2 separate regions of the Pan troglodytes genome follow, and region 2 is linked to region 1. Evidence: chromatin contacts called from public Hi-C data. All regions are on one chromosome and are shown on one strand. The core of a region is the stretch at or near the end of the contact, and the rest is flanking DNA. Distances in the headings are between cores, read along the strand shown.

Evidence for each region. A called contact is a pair of places that touch in the nucleus more often than the background predicts.
Region 2: a Hi-C map of induced pluripotent stem cells shows a contact between it and region 1, with 2.6 times the contacts expected there. The contact joins two enhancer-like sites. A contact is called at or near these places in 4 of 7 Hi-C or Micro-C datasets (blood, induced pluripotent stem cells and stem cell-derived neural progenitor cells) and 1 of 1 other capture datasets (stem cell-derived neural stem cells).

Annotation. Positions count from the first base shown.
Region 1 is chr6:85,227,464-85,232,599 of NHGRI_mPanTro3-v2.0_pri, forward strand. It overlaps SRRM3 (serine/arginine repetitive matrix 3), which reads right to left. Exons shown (of 16, transcript XM_054655836.2): 4 at 2,499-2,627; 5 at 2,336-2,416; 6 at 1,631-1,660; 7 at 1,128-1,190; 8 at 961-996. Among named protein-coding and RNA genes, the nearest start is that of HSPB1, 43 kb to the left of the region's middle. Within about 2 kb of position 2,233, at least 10 of the 24 cell types and tissues checked have an H3K27ac peak or open chromatin away from gene starts, as enhancers often do. A contact at or near this core is called in induced pluripotent stem cells and stem cell-derived neural stem cells, where this site is marked.
Region 2 is chr6:85,301,053-85,306,188 of NHGRI_mPanTro3-v2.0_pri, forward strand. The region is part of intron 5 of LOC107976168 (general transcription factor II-I repeat domain-containing protein 1); the gene reads right to left. Among named protein-coding and RNA genes, the nearest start is that of SRRM3, 16 kb to the left of the region's middle. Within about 2 kb of position 2,994, at least 7 of the 24 cell types and tissues checked have an H3K27ac peak or open chromatin away from gene starts, as enhancers often do. A contact at or near this core is called in induced pluripotent stem cells and stem cell-derived neural stem cells, where this site is marked.

The DNA of each region.
Region 1 (5,136 bases), core at 983-3,482:
CACCCAGACTTTTTTTTTTTTTTTTTTCTGAGACAGAATCTCGCTGTGTCACCCAGGCTGGAGTGCTGTGCACTCCACTGCAATCTCTTGGCTCACTGCAACCTCCACCACCCGGGTTCAAGTGATTCTCCTGCCTCAGCCTCCCGAGTAGCTGGGATTACAGGCGCTTGCCACCACACCCAGCTAATTTTCGTATTTTTAGTAGAGACAGGATTTCACCATGTTGACCAGGCTGGTCTCAAACTCCTGGCCTCAAGCGATCCACCTGCCTCAGCCTCCCACAGTGCTAGGATTATAGGTTGAGCCACCGTGCCTGGCTCAGGCTGTTTTCTGCTTTCTCAGCAACCCTCTTCTCCTGCACCACTCTGCCTCCACCTGGACTCCTGCCTTTCACTTCCTCTCCCCTCCCCCAGTCCACCCTGAACAAGCCACTGCCCTGCTCAGAGCTCCCCCACACTAACCCCCAGGCCTCCTGGGTGGAGGATGGCTCCATAACTTGGCAGTCAAACCTGTTGGGAGGCTAGCACCTGTCCCTGAGAAACTACCTCTAGCCACAGCTCCCCGACCCTGCCTCCTATCCATGGAGCCCTCCCAGCTCACAGAGGTCCTCCTGCCTCGTGAGCTATTTCCCTGCAAATTCAGGGTCTCGGTGTTTCTGCTTGTCTAACCGGCAACTCCACAGACAGACACACCCCTTGGGCACTGGACCTGCCATGTTGTCTAGAAATTCTTGGGGTCACCATGTCACGGCTGATGCATGGGGCAGGCAAGGGTTGCAAACAGTTGGTTTTCATGCTCCTTCTCCACTGCTCTGTCCCCGCAGCCTGGCTCTGGGAAGGAACCCTGGAGCTGAAGGATGGAGCCCTGTGGGACCCTCAAAACCCCATCCCATCATTGCGTCCTTTGGGCTTTGGTTCCTTAAGGGACCACTGACCATATCCTCTGCAAAGCGCCGCTCACCTGTGCCGTCTCTTCCTCCGGGACCCAGAATCAGACCTGTAGGGCGATAAAGGAGTTCTCTTGAGCCTGCCTGGGGTGGCCCAGGGGAGACCTATGGAGGGCCACAGCCCTGGCCCTGGGCCCCACGGGAGGAAGAGGAGGCCCCAGGGTGGGGGCAGCAAGGGTACCTGTCTCGGCGATGCTTCTTCACACTCTTCTTCTTCTTGCGGAGGGGTGAGGAGCTCCCACAGCTGTGGACACAGGGAGGTGGGCTCTAGTGAGCTGGGGTGGGGGGTGGGGGGCTGGAAATGGCTGGAGAGACCTGGGTGCTTGGGACATTGAAGCTGGAAAGGGAATTCCAGGCCAGGAAGCCCAAGGTCCCTTGTACAGAGTGACCCGAGGCCCCAAGGGTCGCCAAGGTCCCTCAGGGTAGTTGATGGCGCTGCCTATGTTGTCCCCAAGTCACCCTTCCAGCCCCCTGGCATTGTGGGCAACGATAGTTTCAAACCCAGACGTCAGAGGCTCCAACGGTGGGATTCATGGCCTCTGTAGGGGCAAAACTTGCACCTTGGCAGTGTCCAGGTGCAGGCCCTGAGGGTCCAGGCCTCCGGCCTCTGGGGGATGGCCTTGGAACCTCTCCCACCCACAGACATCCCCCGCCCTGGCCCCAGCCAGCTCTGTCCCCACTGACCTGCATTCGGACTCCAGTCTCCTCTTTTTGCTGAGGGCAGATGCCAGGAAGAAAGGACAGACGGATGGATGGGGTTAGTTGGGGCCCCAGACACTTGCCAGGGTCTCACGCAGGACAGGGGAGGGTGGACAGAGAGATTCGGGGATGGCAGATGAGGCCCCTCCTCCCCAGGGCCACTCGCACTAGTGTTGGTGGGCACGGGACCCCTGGGAGGGCAGAGGGGGACTGGGAGCAGGTGCTGGTAACACACGGGCCCGGTCAGTGAGTCTGGCTCTGGGGGATTCAGTGAGAGGCAGGTGCTAGAGAAGGGCTCAGTGAGGGGCGGATCCCAGATAAGGGGAGGGGCTCCATGAGGGGTGGGGCCTAGTGGGGAGAGGACCTCGATGAGGGGCGGGTCCTAGAGAAGGGGAGGGGCTCGGTGAGGGGCGGGCCCCAGAGAAGGGGAGGGGCTCCTTGGGGGCGGAACCTAGCGAAGGGGAGGGGCTTGTCGAGGGGCGGGCCCTAGCGAGGGGAGGAGCTTGAGGCCTGGGGTGGGTTCAGTTATCCGGAGGGCACCTAGTCGGGGGACGGCACGGGGAGGCCGAGGGAGGGGCTCAGAGAGGGGCGGGGCTCACAAATGCTGCATGGTTGTGAGCCAGGGACGGGCATCCGGGGAGAGACCCCACCTCCTCCTCCCTTCCCGCTCCGGTCAGGCGCGGTTCTCACCGGCTTCTCCGGTGGCCGCCTTTCTTTTTCTTCTTTTTCTTGGGAGGGGGCGATGCCGAGCTGCTAGACCAATGCTTGGTCCTGGGGGAGAAGAGGCGGGGGTGGGGGCGGTGAGGGGGGGCAGCCCCGCGCGCCCCCCACCCCTGCCGCGGCGGCCGCTGACCTGTACCCGCGGTGGCCGCGGTAGCAGGCGGCCGGGCAGTCACAGTCCACTGGGCCGTCGTCATCGTCAAAGGGCGCGTACTCCAGGCCAGGCTCAGCGCCCTCGGTCAGCCGCGGGGTCTCCGCCACACTGCCGGCGACAGGGACGCTCACCACCAGTCTCGGGACGGCTTTTCTCCACCCCGTTTCTCGGCGCAGGGGGCCTGACCTAGCCCCGCAAGTCTGCGGGCTGCTACCCGGCTGGGGGAGGGGCGAGGGTTACCTGCGGCCCCTGGCCTTACAGGGCTAGGCAGAGATTTGGGGAACCCAACGGGGCACATCCCCTACAGGTCCCCGACCTCACGGTACAATCTTTTGCAAAAAAGAAAGAAGATAACCGAGCCCCTTATTTAGCCCGCACCCCTTCTGAGTTCTCACCATCTCAGTAAGCCCCCTCCTCTTTTTTTTTTTTAATTTTGGAGATAGGGTCTTGCTCTGTTGCTCAGGCTGGGTTGCAGCGGTGGGATCATAGCTCACTGCAGCCTTGAACTTCTGGGCCCAAGCGATCCTTCCTCCTCAGCCTCTTGAGTAGCTGGGACTACAGGCGTGGACCCCCACCCTGGCTAATTTGAAAAATTTTGCAGAGACGGGGTCTCACTATGTTGCTCAGGCTGGTTTCGAACTCCTGGCCTCAAGCGATCCTCCCGTTTGATCTCTCAAATTGCTGGAATTCTAGGCATGAGCCACCCTGCAGTCGTGGGTGGGGTGTGTGTGTGGCTACTCCTTAGATGAGGCTCCTCTTCCTCACTGAATCCCCTCCATATCCTAGCCCCATTCATTGAAGCCCTCCCCCTCAGTGAACCCCCCATTTGATCCCTGTGCCCCTAACCCTACTGTCCTATTCTGGGAACCCCATCCCCACCCCTCCTTTCTCTCACTGAACCCTAATTTCTCTTTTCTTTCTTTTTTTTTTTTTTCAGTCTCACTCTGTTGTCCTGGCTGGAGTGCAGGGGCCCGATCTCGCCTCACTGCAACCTCTGCCTGCTGCAATCTCCTGCAATCTCACCTCACTGCAACCTCCGCTTCCTGGGTTCAAGTGATTCTCCTGCCTCAGCCTCCCGAGTAGCTGGAATTACAGGTGCCCGCTAATTTTTGTATTTTTAGTAGAGACGGGGTTTCTCCATGTTAGTCAGGCTGGTATGGAACTCCCGATCTCAGATGATCTGCCAGCCTTGGCCTCCCAAAATGCAGGGATTACAGGCGTGAGCCACCGCGCACGGCGAACTCTAATTTCTTTTTCTTTTTCTTTTTTTTTTTTTGAGATGGAGTCTCACTTTGTCGACTAGGCTGGAGTGCAGTGGCATGATCTCAGCTCACTGCATCCTCCGCCTGCTGGGTTCAAGCAATTCTCCTGCCTCAGCCTCCCGAGTAGCTGGGACTACAAGCATGCACCACCACGCCCAGCTAATTTTTTGTATTTTTAGTAGAGACGGGGTTTCACCATGCTGGCCAGGCTGGTCTTGAACTCCTGACCTCGTGATCCACCCACCTTGGCCTCCCAACGTGCTGGGATTACAGGCGTGAGCCACCGCGCCCGGCGAACTCTAATTTCTTAAAGAGCCCCTTCCTCCTGGCCTATCTCCGCCCTCCCCGAGCCCTGGCTCAATGATGTGGGTCTTTCCTCACCTGGGTGTCCTAGTCCCTGAGCCCCCTCCCGCTGGCTGAGTGCCTCCCTGCCCCCCTTCCCCTCCTTTCCTCCAGCCCGGCCTCTGTCGCTGAAATATTCATAGCCTCTCCTCGCCCTCCCCTCTGCAGCCTCCAGGGGGCCCCCCTGCTCATCTCCGGCAGCAGGACTGTGCTCATCAATCAAGCCTGGTGGCAGAGGGTGGGGGCCTCCGATACTCCCTATCCATCTTACAGAACTCTCCTTTTCGCTCAGCAGGGACCAGACGCCTCCTGTCCCTGCTCCCGGAGCCCCAGCCAGCCTCTGCCACAGATGTTGGCTCCCTACAGGCTCTTCTCAGAGCGCTTCTTTTTTTCTAGAGGTAGCTGGGCTGGAGGCAAGAGCATGAGATTTGAAGCTCCAGACAAGGGCTCATCCTGCACTGTCCTGAGCCGCCTTGTGACCTGGAGCCTGCCGTGTCCCTCTGTGAGCCTCTTCTCGAAGGTGAGAGTGATAACTCCATTCCAGGGCTGTTGGGAGAATTTGCTGAGGTCATAGGTGCTGTGCAGTTTATTTTTTATTTTATTTTTTGAGACAGAGTCTCACCCTGTCGCAAGGCTGGAGTGCATTTGTGCCATCACAGCTCACTGCAGCCTTGAACTCCTGGCCTCAAGCGATCCTCCCACTCCAGCCTCCAGAGTAGCTGGGACTACAGAAGCACACCACCACTCCCAACTAATTAAAAAAAACTTTTTTTTGTAGAGATGGGGTCTCACTATGTTGCCCAGGCTGGTCTTGACCTCCTGGCCTCAACCCAGGAGGATTGCTCAAGAAATTATCTTGCCTTGGCCTCCCAAAGTACTAGGATTACAGGTGTGAGCCACCGTGCCTGGCCTTCTTTTTTTTTTTTTTTTTTTTAATTGAACAAGCCTGGAAGTGACCCTCCAGAGGCCTGTCTCTAGGGGGGTGGCCCCGACCTTCCATTTTTTATCCAAGC
Region 2 (5,136 bases), core at 1,744-4,243, 74 kb after region 1:
GTGCAGTGGGCAGGAAGAACCCATCGGGCAGCTACAACCCCCAGCCAGGCACAGTCCTAGAGTGAGCCCAGGGCAGCTATTGTCTTTATGGGATGGCCATCCTGTGCCAGGCGCCTCCTGGGCCTGGATGTGGGGTGGGGGAAGTTAGCAAGCTGAGGCTGAGAGTAGAAAATGTAGCCTGCAGAGGTGGCTGTCCGAAGGAAAAGCACACCCACACTGACTTGGAGCCCCAGCTACCCAGAGACAGGAGGAGATGGACTGAAGTTTCCTTCATGAGGTCCTAGCCCGAGGTCCCATCTCTTCCACAAGGCCTTTCCTGGTTGTCCAAGGGGCCCCAGACTCCAGAGAAGCCCAGGCAGCAGAAGTCTTTTTTTACTTTTTTTTTTTTTTAGAGACAGGGTCTCGCTCTGTCGCTTAGGCTGGAGTGCAGTGGTGCGATCATAGCTCACTGCAGCCTCAACCTCCTAGGCTCAAGCGATCCTCCTGCATCAGCCTCCCTGGTAGCTGGGACCACAAGTGTGCTAATTTTTATTTTATTTTATTTTGTTTTATTTTATTTTTTAGTAGAGACGGGGGTCTCACTATGTTGCCCAGGCTGGTCTTGGACTCCTGAGCTCAAGCAATCCTTCTGCCTCGGCCTCCCAGAGTGCTGGGATGACAGGCGTGAGGCACCTCACCTGGCTGTAATTCATGTTTTGTTTTTTTTTTGTTTTTGTTTTTTGTTTTGAGACAGAGTCTTCCTCTGTCACCCAGGCTGGAGTGCAGTGGTGCGATCTCAGCTCACTGTAACCTCTGCCTCCCGGGTTCAAGTGATCCTCCTGCCTTAGCCTCCCGAGTAGCTGGAATTGCAGGTGCCCATCACCACGCCTGGCCAATTTTTGTATTTTTAGTAGAGACGGGGTTTTACCACGTTGGCCAGTCTGGTCTCAAACTCCTGACCTCAAATGATCCACCCACCTCTGCCTCAAAGTGCTGGGATGACAGGCGTGAGCCACCGTGCCTGGCCTGTAATTCATATTTTATGTCCACATTCTCGCTCCACTCCTCCTGCAGGGCTATTTCCTTTATCCTTTTCTTTAAGTCTACTCATATTTGTACTAAGCTGTGTTCTAGGCAGTGCCGCCCAGGATGTGGTAGGCTCAATGCACTGGTTTCTAGCACTTCTGATACCCATATTCGCATATGTGAATTATTCATTATCCACAAAATGAACGTGTCTAAGTCATATTGGCACCCCTTGGAGATGCCTGGCTTGGCTCCCAGCACCAGGCCCTGCCCAGAGCTCCTGAGACAGTCTCACTCCCTCCCACAGCCAGGCTGATGACCACAGCCAGGTCAATGACCCCACTCCCTTACCCAGGAGAAGCACTTTGGGGTAGGGTCTGCTGGGGCTCAGAGGATTCAGGTGCCACCCACCCGTCAACGTGCTGTGTGACTGCAGGCTAGGTCTTCTACTCTGAGTCTGAGCTTGCTAATTTCCCCCACCCCACATCTATGCCCAGCAGGGCACAGGGTGCCCATCCCATAAAGACAGCAATAGCTGTCTTGGGCTCACTCCGGGACCATGCCTGGCTGGGGGCTGTAGTCGCCCAATGCGTTCTTCCTGCCCACTCCACAGACAAAACCAATTCCCTGGGACCACAGCATTACAATAAAGAAAGAGCGTAGGCCAGACGCGGTGGCCCACAGCTGTAATCCCAGCACTTCGGGAGGCCTAGGCGGGCGGATCGCCTGAGGTCAGGAGTTCAAGACCAGCCTGGCCAACATGGCGAAACCCCATTTCTACTAAAACAAAACAAAACAAAAATTAGCCAGGCATGGTGGTGGGTGCCTGTAATTCCAGCTACTCAGGAGGCTGAGGCAGAAGAATGGCTTGAACCCGGGAGGTGGAGGTTGCAGTGAGCCAAAATCGTGCCATTGTATTCCAGCCCAGGCAACAACAGTGAAACTCCATCTTAAAAAAAAAAGAAAGAGTGTAATTGACATGAGGCTGGCCACCCCACGTAGGAGATGGAATTACTACTCAAATCAATCTCCCCCAAAATTTGGAGGCCAGGGTTTTTTGAGGATAGTTTGGGGGGCCAGGAAGTGCACATCTGGGTGGGGACACATGGCCAGTTGGTGGGTCTGGATGAAGCAATCAGTCGTCAGAAATGCAAAAACCTGGCCAGGCGCAGTGGCTTATGCCTGTAATTCCAGTAGTTTGGGAGGCTGAGGCGGGCGAATTGCTTGAGCCCAGGAGTTTTTGACCAGCCTGGGCAACATAGCGAGACCCCACCTCTACAAAACTCAGCTGGGCATGGTGGCACATACCTGTGTTCCCAGCTACTCGGGAGGCTGAGGTGGGAGGATCACTTGAGCCCAGGAGGTCAAGGCTGCAGTGAGCCATAATTGTGCCACTGCACTGCAGCCCAGGCAACAGAATGAGACCCTGTCTTAAAAAAAAAATAAAAATAAAAAAGGCAAGATGGGGGTTGGTTAGATCAGATCTCCTTTACTGTCATAATTTTCTCACTGTGGTAATTTTTGCAAAGGCGGTTTCAGGGCAGCGCCTCTCTGCCTCTCCATGTGTAATGTGGGGTGAACAGCCTCCCTCAGAGGCCTCCTGGGACTCTGTGAGATGGCAGATGGAAGATTCCAGGCGACAAGATGCTCTGCGTGCAGACATTTCCAGGGTTTGCTCTAGGGTTTGCAGCAGGAGCTGGGAGGGTCCCACTGCGCCCCTCTTTCCTGAGCCAGACATTTTAGCCGAGCTCAGCCCAGCCTGGGGTATATCTGCCATCAGTCACCACTGTCAAAGCTTACCGTACCCAGCCCCCGACACATACACACCCATGCACATGTCACTGCCTTCCCCCAACACAGAATCAGGCCCCAGCCCGTGGTGGGAGCATTTTCAGTACCCGCAACCACGGCCCCAAACAGGCGACCTCCCTCCAGGGCTGCAGCGGAGTTAACCTAATTCCGGGCCTGCGGTCGGCCTGGCACACTGGCGCCGGCTCACAGCTCACAGCCGGCTGGGAGAATACAAACCAGAAGGAGCCCGGGGCGGGGAGGGATTGGGGAGCCAGCAGGACGCGGAGGTGTTATTTTTAGGCAGCAAGGTGGGGCTTGAGGTGGATCTGGTGGCTTAGGGAGGAGGGGGCTCCAAACAGTAATGGCAGGCTCCAGTCAGAGGGACAGGGTGGCATGCGTGTGGCTTCTCCTTAGAGGTACCAGGCCGGCCTGGGGCTTCCAGGAAGGTGGGGAGGGGTCCGAGAATCGGAAAGGGGATTACCATGGCTTCCTGCCAGAGCTGTCCCTGCTGGGCCTGGGAGAGACACAAAGCACACGCAGGGGTTTTTGGGACAAAGAGGCCAGCTAGGGGGAGTGAAATGGCTCTAAAGTGGGCAGAAGGTTGGGCATCGTGGCTCACACTTGAAATCCCAACACTTTGGGAGGCCAAGGCAGGAGGACTGCTTGAGCCTAGGAGTTTAAAACCAGCCTGGGGAACATAGCAAAGCCGTATCTTGACAAAAAAATAAAATGTTTAGCTGGGTATGGTGGCACATGCCTGCAATCCCAGCTGCTTGGGAGGCTGAGGTGGGAGGATTGCTTGAGCCTAGGAGGTCCAGGCTGCAGTGAGCTATGATTGCACCCCTGCACTCTAGCCTGGGAGGCAGAGCAAGACCTTATTTCAAAAATAAAATAAAATAAAATATAAAAATAGTGGGCAGGGCTGGGCGCAGTGGCTTACGCCTGTAATCCCAGCACTTTGGGAGGCCAAGATGGGCCGATCATGAGGTCAGGAGATCGAGACCATCCTGGCTAACACGATGAAACCCCGTCTCTACTAAAAATACAAAAAAATTAGCTGGGCATGGTGGCGGGCGCCTGTAGTCCCAGTTACTCGGGAGGCTGAGGCAGAAGAATGGCGTGAACCCGGGAGGTGGAGGTTGCAGTGAGCCGAGATCACACCACTGCACTCCAGCCTGGGCGACAGAGTGAGACTCCGTCTCAAAAAAAAGAAATAAAAAATAAAAATAAATAAAATAAAAATAGTGGGCAGCCCAGGCACAGTGGCTCATGCCTGTAATCCCAGCACTTTGGGAGGCCAAGGTGGGCGGATCACGAGGTCAGGGGTTCGAAACCAGCCTGACCAACATGGTGAAACCCTGTCTCTACTAAAAATAAAAAATTAGCTGGGCGTGGTGGCGCACGCCTGTAATCCCAGCTACTCAGGAGGCTGAGGCAGAAGAATTGCTTGAACCCGGGAGGCGGAGGTTGCAGTAAGTTGAGATCGCACGACTGCACTCCAGCCTGGGTGACAGAGTGAGAGTCTGTCTCAAAATAAATAAAAAATAAAATAAAATAAATACCAAGGTGTCCGTGGGCTGTGTTCCTTCTGGAGGCTGTCGCAGAGAGCTCTTTTCCTTCCCTTTTCCAGCTCCTAGAGGCTGGCTGCATCCCTCAGCTCATGGTTCCCTCCTCCATCTTCAGAGCTAGCACTGCAGCATCCTCAAATCTCTCTCTCTCTGTCTCTCTCTCTCTCTCTCTGGCCTGCATCCGGGGTCACATCTCCTTCTCTGATTCTGACCCTCCTGCCCACTTTTAGGAGAACCTTTATGATTACATTGGGCCCACTGGGATTTGTAGGAGAACCTTCCCATCTCAAAATCCTTAAATGGCCACGCATGGTGGCTCATGCCTGTGATCCCAGCACTTTGGGATGCCGAAGCAGGAGGATCGCTTGAGCCTAGGAGTTCAAGACCAGCCTGAGTAACATAGTGAGACCCTGTCTCTACAAGACATTTTTTTAAAAATTAGCCAGGTGTGGTGGTGTGTGGCTGTAGTCCCAGCTACTTGGGAGGCTGAGGTGAGAGGACCACTTGAGGCCAAGAGTTCGAGGCTGCAGTGAGCTATGATTGTACCACTGCACTCCAGCCTGGTCAACAGATTGAGACCCTGTCTCTAGAAAACAAACAAACAGACAAACAAAAACCAGGGTAATCATAAGGGGTTGCTGCATTAAATGCCGAGACCCACACACAAGTCCGGGAGCCGTGTTAGAGTGAGGGGTTGACTTGATGACATGCTTTTTATTTTTAAATTTTTAAAAAATATTTATTTATTTATTGTTATTATTATTTGAGACAG